Regions from separate parts of the Mus musculus genome. Here region 2 is linked to region 1. Evidence: chromatin contacts called from public promoter capture Hi-C data. All regions are on one chromosome and are shown on one strand. Each heading gives the region's core, a stretch centred on a gene start, on an enhancer-like site or on the middle of the called end of the contact. The rest is flanking DNA. Distances are from core to core; before and after follow the strand shown.

Evidence for each region. Promoter capture Hi-C pulls out the DNA fragments that hold promoters and counts their contacts.
Region 2: a contact with region 1 is called in a promoter capture Hi-C map of hippocampal neurons, with 10 times the contacts expected there. The contact joins the promoter of Stpg2 here to the promoter of 4930425O10Rik in region 1. A contact is called at or near these places in 8 of 39 promoter capture datasets (the HPC-7 cell line, cranial neural crest, embryonic stem cells and 5 more), 1 of 15 datasets of contacts at CTCF or cohesin (pro-B cells), 5 of 484 Hi-C or Micro-C datasets (LSK cells, cerebellar granule neurons, cerebellum and 2 more), 2 of 115 datasets of contacts at active chromatin or transcription factors (astrocytes and embryonic basal ganglia) and 1 of 9 other capture datasets (macrophages).

The regions. Positions count from the first base shown.
Region 1 is chr3:138,724,659-138,729,094 of GRCm38.p6, reverse strand. 4930425O10Rik (RIKEN cDNA 4930425O10 gene) reads left to right here and starts at 2,111. Exons shown (of 4, transcript NR_040545.1): 1 at 2,111-2,233.
Region 2 is chr3:139,203,848-139,208,283 of GRCm38.p6, reverse strand. It overlaps Stpg2 (sperm tail PG rich repeat containing 2), which reads right to left and starts at 2,391. Exons shown (of 14, transcript NM_198659.2): 1 at 2,277-2,391. The coding sequence starts at 2,385.

The sequences.
Region 1 (4,436 bases), core at 862-3,361:
GGAGTAACCAAGGGTGGGGGTAAGAGGCGGGATGATGGGGCCAAGCTGGAGGCCAGAAAGCAGTGCATATGCATTTCAATCCACAGCTGCTTCTGCTCCTGTATAAATCAGACAGAGAAGATGGGAGAGGCAGGAAGAAAATGTAAACAGCTGGGCAAATTCAATCCTGTGTTAAATATGAATTTTCAAATATTCCAGACTGAATATGTTAGTTGAATTATTCATTTTCTTGACTTCCGATTTTATTTTTAGTACTGCCGTGTGAACAAATCAGAGTCTGGAGACACAACTAGATGCCGAGATGGGCACCTGCGTGACGAGTTGCCACACAAAGTGGGTGCCCATGTGCTTCCTCATTTATATGAGGACAGAGTTGGGGACAGTTTCCACCCTGGCAGGTTTGCTGTTGGGTTCCCATAAATTAAAGATGGATGGCTGTCTTAGTTAGGGTTCCCATGGCTGTGATGAAGCACCATAACCAAAGCTTGCTCTTCCATATCACCGTTCATCATCAAAAGAAGTCAGAGCAAGAACTCAGGAACCTGGAGGCGGGAGCTGATGCAGAAGCCACGGAGGGGTGCTGCTTACTGACTTACTCCCCATGGCTTGCTCAGCCTACTTTACTATATAGACTATATACAAGTATATACATATATTTATAATATGTATTTATTATACATTATATAAATAGATTTATTATATATTTATCATAGAATATATATATTATATGAGGCTAGAGAGAGAGAGAAACTACTGGGCTAGGTAGCCCCACCAACAATGGGCTGGGCCCTCGGAAATCAAACACTATTTAAGAAAATGCCCTACTGACTTCCCTACAGCCTGATCTTATGGAGGCATTTTCTCAATTAAGGCTCCTTCCTCCCCAATGACTCTAGTTTGTGTCATTTAGACATATGATTAGGCAATGTTTCTTATGCCAGACATTTCCAAGGAGGTAAGTTGTAGCCAGGGGATGGCTTTGGTACCGTTAACAAGTATGCATGCAGGGCAGAAAGTTTATAGGTGGCAGATGACCTACTGTGGCTTCCTTTGACAGTGTCCTAGGATATGCAAAAGTCACTTAATGATTTTCTATTTCAATGATGAGCATACAGGTCTCAGTTCTTTTTCTCAAAGTGGACACACACACACACACACACACACACACACACACTAATTTCCATGGCCATTCTGCCGATAAAATTTCAATCACTAAAACTTTCCCTTTAAAACCAACAAGGCTTTTTATCTCCCCGCAAGGGCCAGATAACGATTGCGCAGGCCACTCGGAATTACCAAAGACACTGAAAGTGGAGCAGTGGAGATAAATGAGATCACTGTGGAAATGCTGCAGGATCCAGGGCAGTCCAGCCCTTCAGCTCTTTCCTCACTTGACCTTGGGGTGAAGCTGCGGTGGGTAATTCCATTCCCTGTGGGGAAGGACAGTGAATGACCAAGATGGACCCAGAGAGGAAGAGGCCACGCTATATGAAGAAGGAGAAACTGCGTGAGGATTTAGGAGACAGATCCTAACCACCTATACCGCCTTCATCAGTCAGTTCCCACTGGAAAAAACAAAACAAAACAATAACACTCTCCCTAATGTAAAGGATAAAGCTGGACTGAACCTGTAGGGAGAGATTCCGAAGGACCTTCCAAAGTATCTTCGTGAAGCACGTGGGAAACAGTGGGTTCTGGGATATGGGTCTTTAGATCTGCTTTTGTCGGCTCATAGACTGGGGCTTTGTCCTCTGGGATGTGCCTGATGCTAAGGGGAGTTGGAGAATCCCAGATGAAAACCTTTTCCATTTCCAGTTGTAACACCTCTCCAAAGGAAAAGATTGTCAGCTAAAGCAAACTGAAGATCTGTCAGAGCATTAACCAGAGAGCAAAAGAGGTGTCCAATGAAGAAATGTTTGGAATGTGCAAGTTATAGACACAGATGGGGCTCCAGCATAGGCATGGGGCACACTCACTCTGGCCTCACTCTTAAAGTGGTTCCAGTTCTTGTTGCCCAGCGGTACCACGGTGCAGCGGGGCCATCAGTGCAGTGGAACCACAGTGCATCGGGACCACAAGTGCATCGGGACCACAGTGCAGCAGGACCACCAGTGCAGCGGGACCACAGTGCTGCGGAACCACCAGTGCAACGGAACCACAGTGCATCGAGACCACAAGTGCATCGGGACCACAGTGCAGCGGGACCACCAGTGCAGCGGGACCACCAGCGCAGGTTTTGTTAAGAAGTAGCTTAATTTAGTTTTTAAAACTATTACACAAAAACTCAGAATTGCATATGAATGGGATTTTTGATGACTCTTTCTCTTACATCCCTAGTTCTATAAGAAGCTACCTTTTCCCCAGAAGCACACTTAGTTGCCTTGAACCACTTGCTGCTGGACGAGAACTTGGGCTCATTTTGTCTTAGGACTCTATGCTTTGCACAACAGCATGTGACCAGGGCCTCCATCCTAATTAGGTCTCAATTGATGTGATTAAAAAAAATGACCAAAAGCGTCTTAGAGGAAAGGTTTGTTTTGCTTACCCATTGAGATTATGTTCCATCACTAAGGGAAGCCAAGGCAGAAATTTAAGCAGAGCAGAATCCTGAGCAGGAACTGAAGCAGAGGCCGTGGAGGAGTTCTGCTTACTGGCTTGCTCTCCATGGCTTGCTCAGCCTGCTTTCTTTTACATCCCAGGACCACGTGACCAAAGGTGGCACTGCCCATAGTAGGCTAGGTCCTCCTTCATCAACCAGGAATCAAGAAAATGCTTCATAGGTTTGCCTGCAGGTCAGTTGAATAGACATCTTCTCATCTGAAGCTCTATCTACCCAGATGACCCTAGCTTGTGTGACATGGATAGTAACCTAACCAACACAGCTTCTGTCGGTTAGTCCCCTTAAAGTCACTCACTCTGCCTCATCCTCTGCAATGAAGTCACTCACTCTACCTCATCTATGTAACATGTCTCTTGCTTCCATCACTGGTGTAATGTATCCAGTTTCTTCATTTCACTGTGTTTCCATCCTCATTGTCTGATTCCCAGTCACATTGAGACTGTGTTTCCTTCTCTCAGGAATTACAGGCACAAACACAGTTGCAGGGACAGAGACCTGCATAGCAAGGTGGAAAGACCTCCAAGGAAGTAATGTTTAAATACTTAAATAAAATATAGCACAGAGTTAATAGCCTTGTCTAAAAGAAGAATGTTCTTGTAAAGGGGAACAGTAGAATATAAAGATGCTGGCTGTCTTAGTCAGGGTTTCTATTCCTGCACAAACATCATGACCAAGAAGCAAGTTGGGGAGGAAAGGGTTTATTGAGCTTACAATTCCATTCTGCTGTTTATCACCAAAGGAAGTCAGGACTGGAACTCAAGCAGGTCAGGAAGCAGGAGCTGATGCAGAGGCCATGGAGGGATGTTCTTTACTGGCTTGCTCTGGCTTGCTCAGCCTGCTCTCTTATAGAACCAAGACTGCCAGCCCAGAGATGGTCCCACCCACAAGGGGCCTTTCCCCCTTGATCACTAATTGAGAAAATGCCTTACAGTTTGATCTCATGGAGTCATTTCCTCAACTGAAGCTCCTTTCTCTGTGATAACTCCAGCTGTGTCAAGTTGACACAAAACTAGCCAGTATACTGGCTTAGGGCTAGGATTCCTGCCACCCAGAGCAAAGAATATATTGCTATTAGTACAGAGTGAGAGAATTAGGGACCAGATGGAGATGAAGGCAGGGGAGTGTGTGTCCGATCACATAGAGGCCTAATGACCATAAAAGGACTTGCAGTTCTGTTTTCAGTCTGATAAGTGAATTTGACCAGCTTAGGATGTACTCTTTTTGTTAAAAAAATGTAATTTGTTTTTTTGTAAAATGTTTTATTTGTAAAAACATCTGTCTGAAGCAAGTTGTATAGGCTGACACTATACTCTCAGTACTTGGAAGTAAAGACAGGAGGAACAGTAGCTCAAGGTCATCTTGGCTATATAACAAAGGTTAGCCTGGGCTACATGAAACCCTGATCTAAAAACCGGGTGGTGGCTGGAGAGATGATTCTGTGCTCCTAGAGCAAATGTGAATACATGACTGTAAACCTTCAGAACTCACATAAAAAGCAGGGCACAATCCCATTTGACCTAATGTGACCCCATGCGACTCCATGGGACCTCAAGTGACCTTATGGAACCCCATGGCTAGGTGAGGAGCAGTGCACTCCAGCTTCAGGCTCAGTGAGAGTTTGTCTTAAAGGAAGAGAATGACAGAGTGATGCCTGATGCTGTCTTCTCACCTATAATTTATGACTGGATCCATGTACATGTGTACACACACACACACACACTCACCTGTCTGATGGACAGGTCAGAGATGGTGAGAAAGGAATAAAATCAGAGAACTCCATTCAACAACTGAGGTCGGAGAAAATGTGATCATAGTA
Region 2 (4,436 bases), core at 1,142-3,641, 480 kb before region 1:
TTAGTATACAGGGCTGACTATATCCTACATACTACCCTTTAGTAACAAAAGCCATAGTGTTTTGGAGAAGGTGTTATGTGTGTGTGTGTGTCTGTCTTTCTGTGTGTGTGTGTGTGTGTGTGTGTGTGTGTGTACATGTGGAAGACAGATGACAACTTGTAAGAGTCATCTTACAAGATGTTAAGAGTTATTATGCTCAAGTCATCAAATTTGGCAGTAAGTGACTTTACCCATTAAGCCATCTCACCCACCCCATAGAAACTTTTAATGTGGTCCACTAGTTTATACGTTACTACAAGGTATTTTTCACTAAGAATATTGTTTTACTGGGTTGAAAACTAAGAATGGAGTAAACATCATGATCCCTGCTCTCAAGTAGTTTACATTTTGGTGGAGCTTTTGTGTGTGTGTGTGTGTGTGTGTTAGAATCAAACTGCTACCAAAAAAGTTACCATAAGCCAGAAGGATGGAAAAGTAAGACTAGTCAGAGATTTTTATTTCAATTGAATATCAAGAATAAGTAGAAGCAAGCCAGGAGGAGTAGGAGCATAGAACACACTGGGCACATGGTGCAAAAGAACAGAAGTGACAAAAAATGATCTTAAGAATATTATCAAGTTAGAATGGCTGAACTGTAGGTCATGTGTAGGAGCATGTACAGGTGTTTGGAAAGATCAGACTAAATGGAACACAAGACCGGGGGTGATAACAAAAAAGAATTCTACTACCATTGATGAGTTTAGATTTTTTAACCCTGCCGTTAACAAAAATAAATATATTTTTTGTTTTTCAAATAATGTATGTTTTTTAAACATACTACTAAACACAAAATGAAAGATAAAATTATGACACTGAGACAGAAACAACATGCTACTGATTTAATTGAGAAAAAATAAATTGGATTGTATTAAATTGGGTAGCTATGAACAAAGGGGAAGAATTTCTGAGAGATTGTGAACATTTAACCAATGGTCTTAAAGGCCAAGAGAAATGGCCAGGCAAAAAAAGTAAGCTAGAGTTCTAAAGCTTAGACCAGCCATGCAAGGATGTCTGTAAAGTGACTGACAACGACGCAGACTTTAAGCCTGTGGGAAACTTAGAGACATAAACCACCTCTATCTCTATAAAGAATTTCACTTGGGAGTGGCTGGATATAAATGGTGATTGAAGTAACAGATATGAATAAGAGAGTACAATGAGCAAAGCAACAAGAACAAGATGTAAAGCTAAGTATCTTATAAATTTAGCTGTGCATGATTAGTGGGAAAAAAAGAAAAATAAAACATGATTCCTTGCTTCAGTACCGAATCATGTGTCAGGTACTGAACAGCAGGAAAAAAAATGAGACAGAAAGCAACAAAGAAAGTGGTCAGCTGTACCAAAATAAAGGTCAAAAAAAAAAGTTATGGGTGTGCAAAAGCATCATAGGTGTGCCCATTACAGATGGTCACTGGTAAACACAAGATGCTGGGGAATACATGCTTATACCATCTCAACAGTACTTGGCATAGGTACCAAAAATGCTGAGGACAGATGCTGAAAAGATGTAAAATTTGAGATCTGAAACGCAAACAGAATTTTACCATGTCCAGAGAAACTTAAACTAACCATAATGGAGCAGGGATGTAAACAGAGTACTCACTCCTGGAACTTTAAGGGGGCAGGAGGTATTTTATATCTACTGAAAAATGCAGGTTTACAAAAGAAACCACTAGAATTTGGGTGGTATTAAACTCAAACAAAAACAAAAACCAGAACTTTAAAAGCAGAGACCGAATTAGAAATATTTATTAAAAGTTGGACCTAATTCACAAACTGGGGGGGGGGGGGGGGGTGAGAAATGAAGAAAAGCAATTAACTACTTCAATTATTAGTCCCTAGGCCACCCCTGAAGGCTATAACTTTTCACAGAATGTAGAAAGAGGGTCTCAGTATAAAGCCAGGGATGGTCAGATAACTTCACTCCGGGGAGTGGGGGAGATTGGGGACGGGATCCAATTTGTAAGTGATAATACAGAATAGAAATGTAAACAATTACATCGTGGTAAATAAATCTGATTAAAGTGTGTGCAAAAGCAAGTATTGTGTTTCATACAGTCACAAACTTGTTATGTCATACAGTCAAGAGCCAAGGAATCAAAATCCTGGTTCTAGTATCGTCTCTACCTGCGACGTGTTACATTTCTGAACAGTGGTCCTTTTTGACTTTGTGTTTAACCTGAGGGCAGGCTGAAGGCGGGCCGTCTGTCACCGCAAGCTGGCCATCAGCATCTTACCTGTGGCCTGCTGCTTAGGAAAAGGTACCTGGTAGGTCCCAGGCCCCACGTGCTCCTCGGTGCTGCCGCGGTTGGCACAGTCGAGCCAGCGCGGAGCACGGTCATACATAGTGATGAGGGGCGGGGCCCACGGGACCGGAAACTAGACAGGCGGCCTGCGTCGTCCCTACACGCGGGACTAGAGTGCGAGCTGCGTGCTGACTGGCTCAGCGGCGTCAGCTTTCCCTCGGGTCCTCGGCACAGAGGTAAAGTGGCGAGGACAGCAGCCAGAGGACCCGCCCGCCAGCCCGCCAGCGTTCAATTCAGCGCTCACGGGTCACGCCAGAGACCGGGCTTAGCCGCCTGAACTTCCGGCTCTGGCTCCGCCCACTCCCCGCCTCCCGGAAACCTTGGAAGGGCAGAGGCCGGAAGGACTCGGGCCTGTAGGTGCACTTCCGGCACCGGCCTCGGAGCATTTCCGGTCGAGCGCTCAGAGCTCGGAGATGTCTTGTAGAGTCTGACGAAGCTCCCTGCGCTAGGCAGGGCGGTGCTGCACCTCAGCTCCACCTCAGCTCCGCCTCAACTCACCTGCTTCCTGTCCCAGAATACCTTCGCTGCGCAGAAAAGCCCTAGAAACGCACTAGAAGGAGGCGAATTAATTTGATTTTGATTTGCCTTCCCTGTAAATCAGGGTGACTGGAAAGACCCGGGGGGCGGGGCAGCGAGGCGGGGACAGGTGGAATAGAAAAGCTCGGGACCCCAAAACAGGGTTTGGGATCAGCAAAGTCCCCCTTCACTCCTGTCAAAAAGGCATCCTCTGAATAAAGTCACTACTGAATCTGACCTGCAGGCCATCAAGATTTCTAAAGGAAAGCTGGGAACGCAGAGGGTTGGGGGCGGGGGTGGGGGGGTGACAAGAAATGGCAACATCTGAAAAGGGGAAAGCTTGCCTACTGAAGCAAGTCAAGGGCAAGGGCTAAAAACTGCTTCTGGTGTTGGACACGGATAAATGGCAACATTGTCTACAAAGTAAGGTGAAGGCATCGAAAAAGCCCAAGCCACCCTCATCGATCCACTGAATCTTCAGCAACAGGCGCTGGAGAGTATCAGAATCCATCTATGTGTTTGGTTGGTTTTTTTCATTAAGAAATCCACACAGCTTCTAAACATCCTTAAAGGCTTAGGCCAGTGGTTCTCAACCTTCTGAATGCTGCAACCCTTTAATACGGTTTCTCAACTTGTAGTGGCCCCATACCATAAAATCATTTTCATTGCTACTTTATAACTTTGGTACTGTTAGGAAGCACAATGTAAGTATTTTTGGAGGTAGAAGTTTGCCAGTGGGGTTGTGACCCACAGGTAAAGAACCACTGGCTTAGGCAATCCTTCCATGGCCCTGCCTTACCCACAAAAGAGCTAGAGTGCCTCAGTCCCCAATACAAACTTAAATATATTTAAATTTTGTGATTCTTAGTTTGCTACTTAGTTCTGAATTAATTGTGGCATCTCTGTTAGAATACTCAAAAAGTATGTGTGTGTGGTTCCTAAGAATCTTTTGATGTCTTCTACTAAACAGCTGGATCATTACTTACTTGAAAAGAACTTATTGGCAAATGTATATAGTTCTCTTACTCTTCTAAGTTAACCTGGATACAAATAAAACTAAAGCCCCTGTCCCTGGGTAGGTCATGAATAGCCCAAGAAGGGGCAAGCAAGGTATACAGAATGGCAAGAGAATATCACAAGCACTTGGGAAACTTATTTGTAATGAAGTGTTTAACTTTCTTGTTAACCTTAATGCTTCCTACATTCTTATAAAACTCATAAGTAGCTGGGAAGTGGTGACACATGCCTTTAATCCTAGCACCCAGAAGGCAGAGGCAACAGATCTCTGTGAGTACCAGGCCATCCCAGTCTACCAAGTGAGTTCCAGGACAGCAAGGACTACACAGAGAATCCCTGTCTCAAAAAAGGAAACATAAGAGTTCTTGGTGGGGGTTTTTTGTTTGTTTGTTTTGTTTTTTGTTTGTTTGTTTTGCCTCATATATCTGGCAAGATCCCATTCAGAAGAACTAGAATGGATGTGCAATGACATACTAGAAAGAGTCACAGATAAAAGGATGGAAAATTGTGTCATTAAAAGTCATGTTTCCTTTAACAACCTATTGGACATTCCTTATA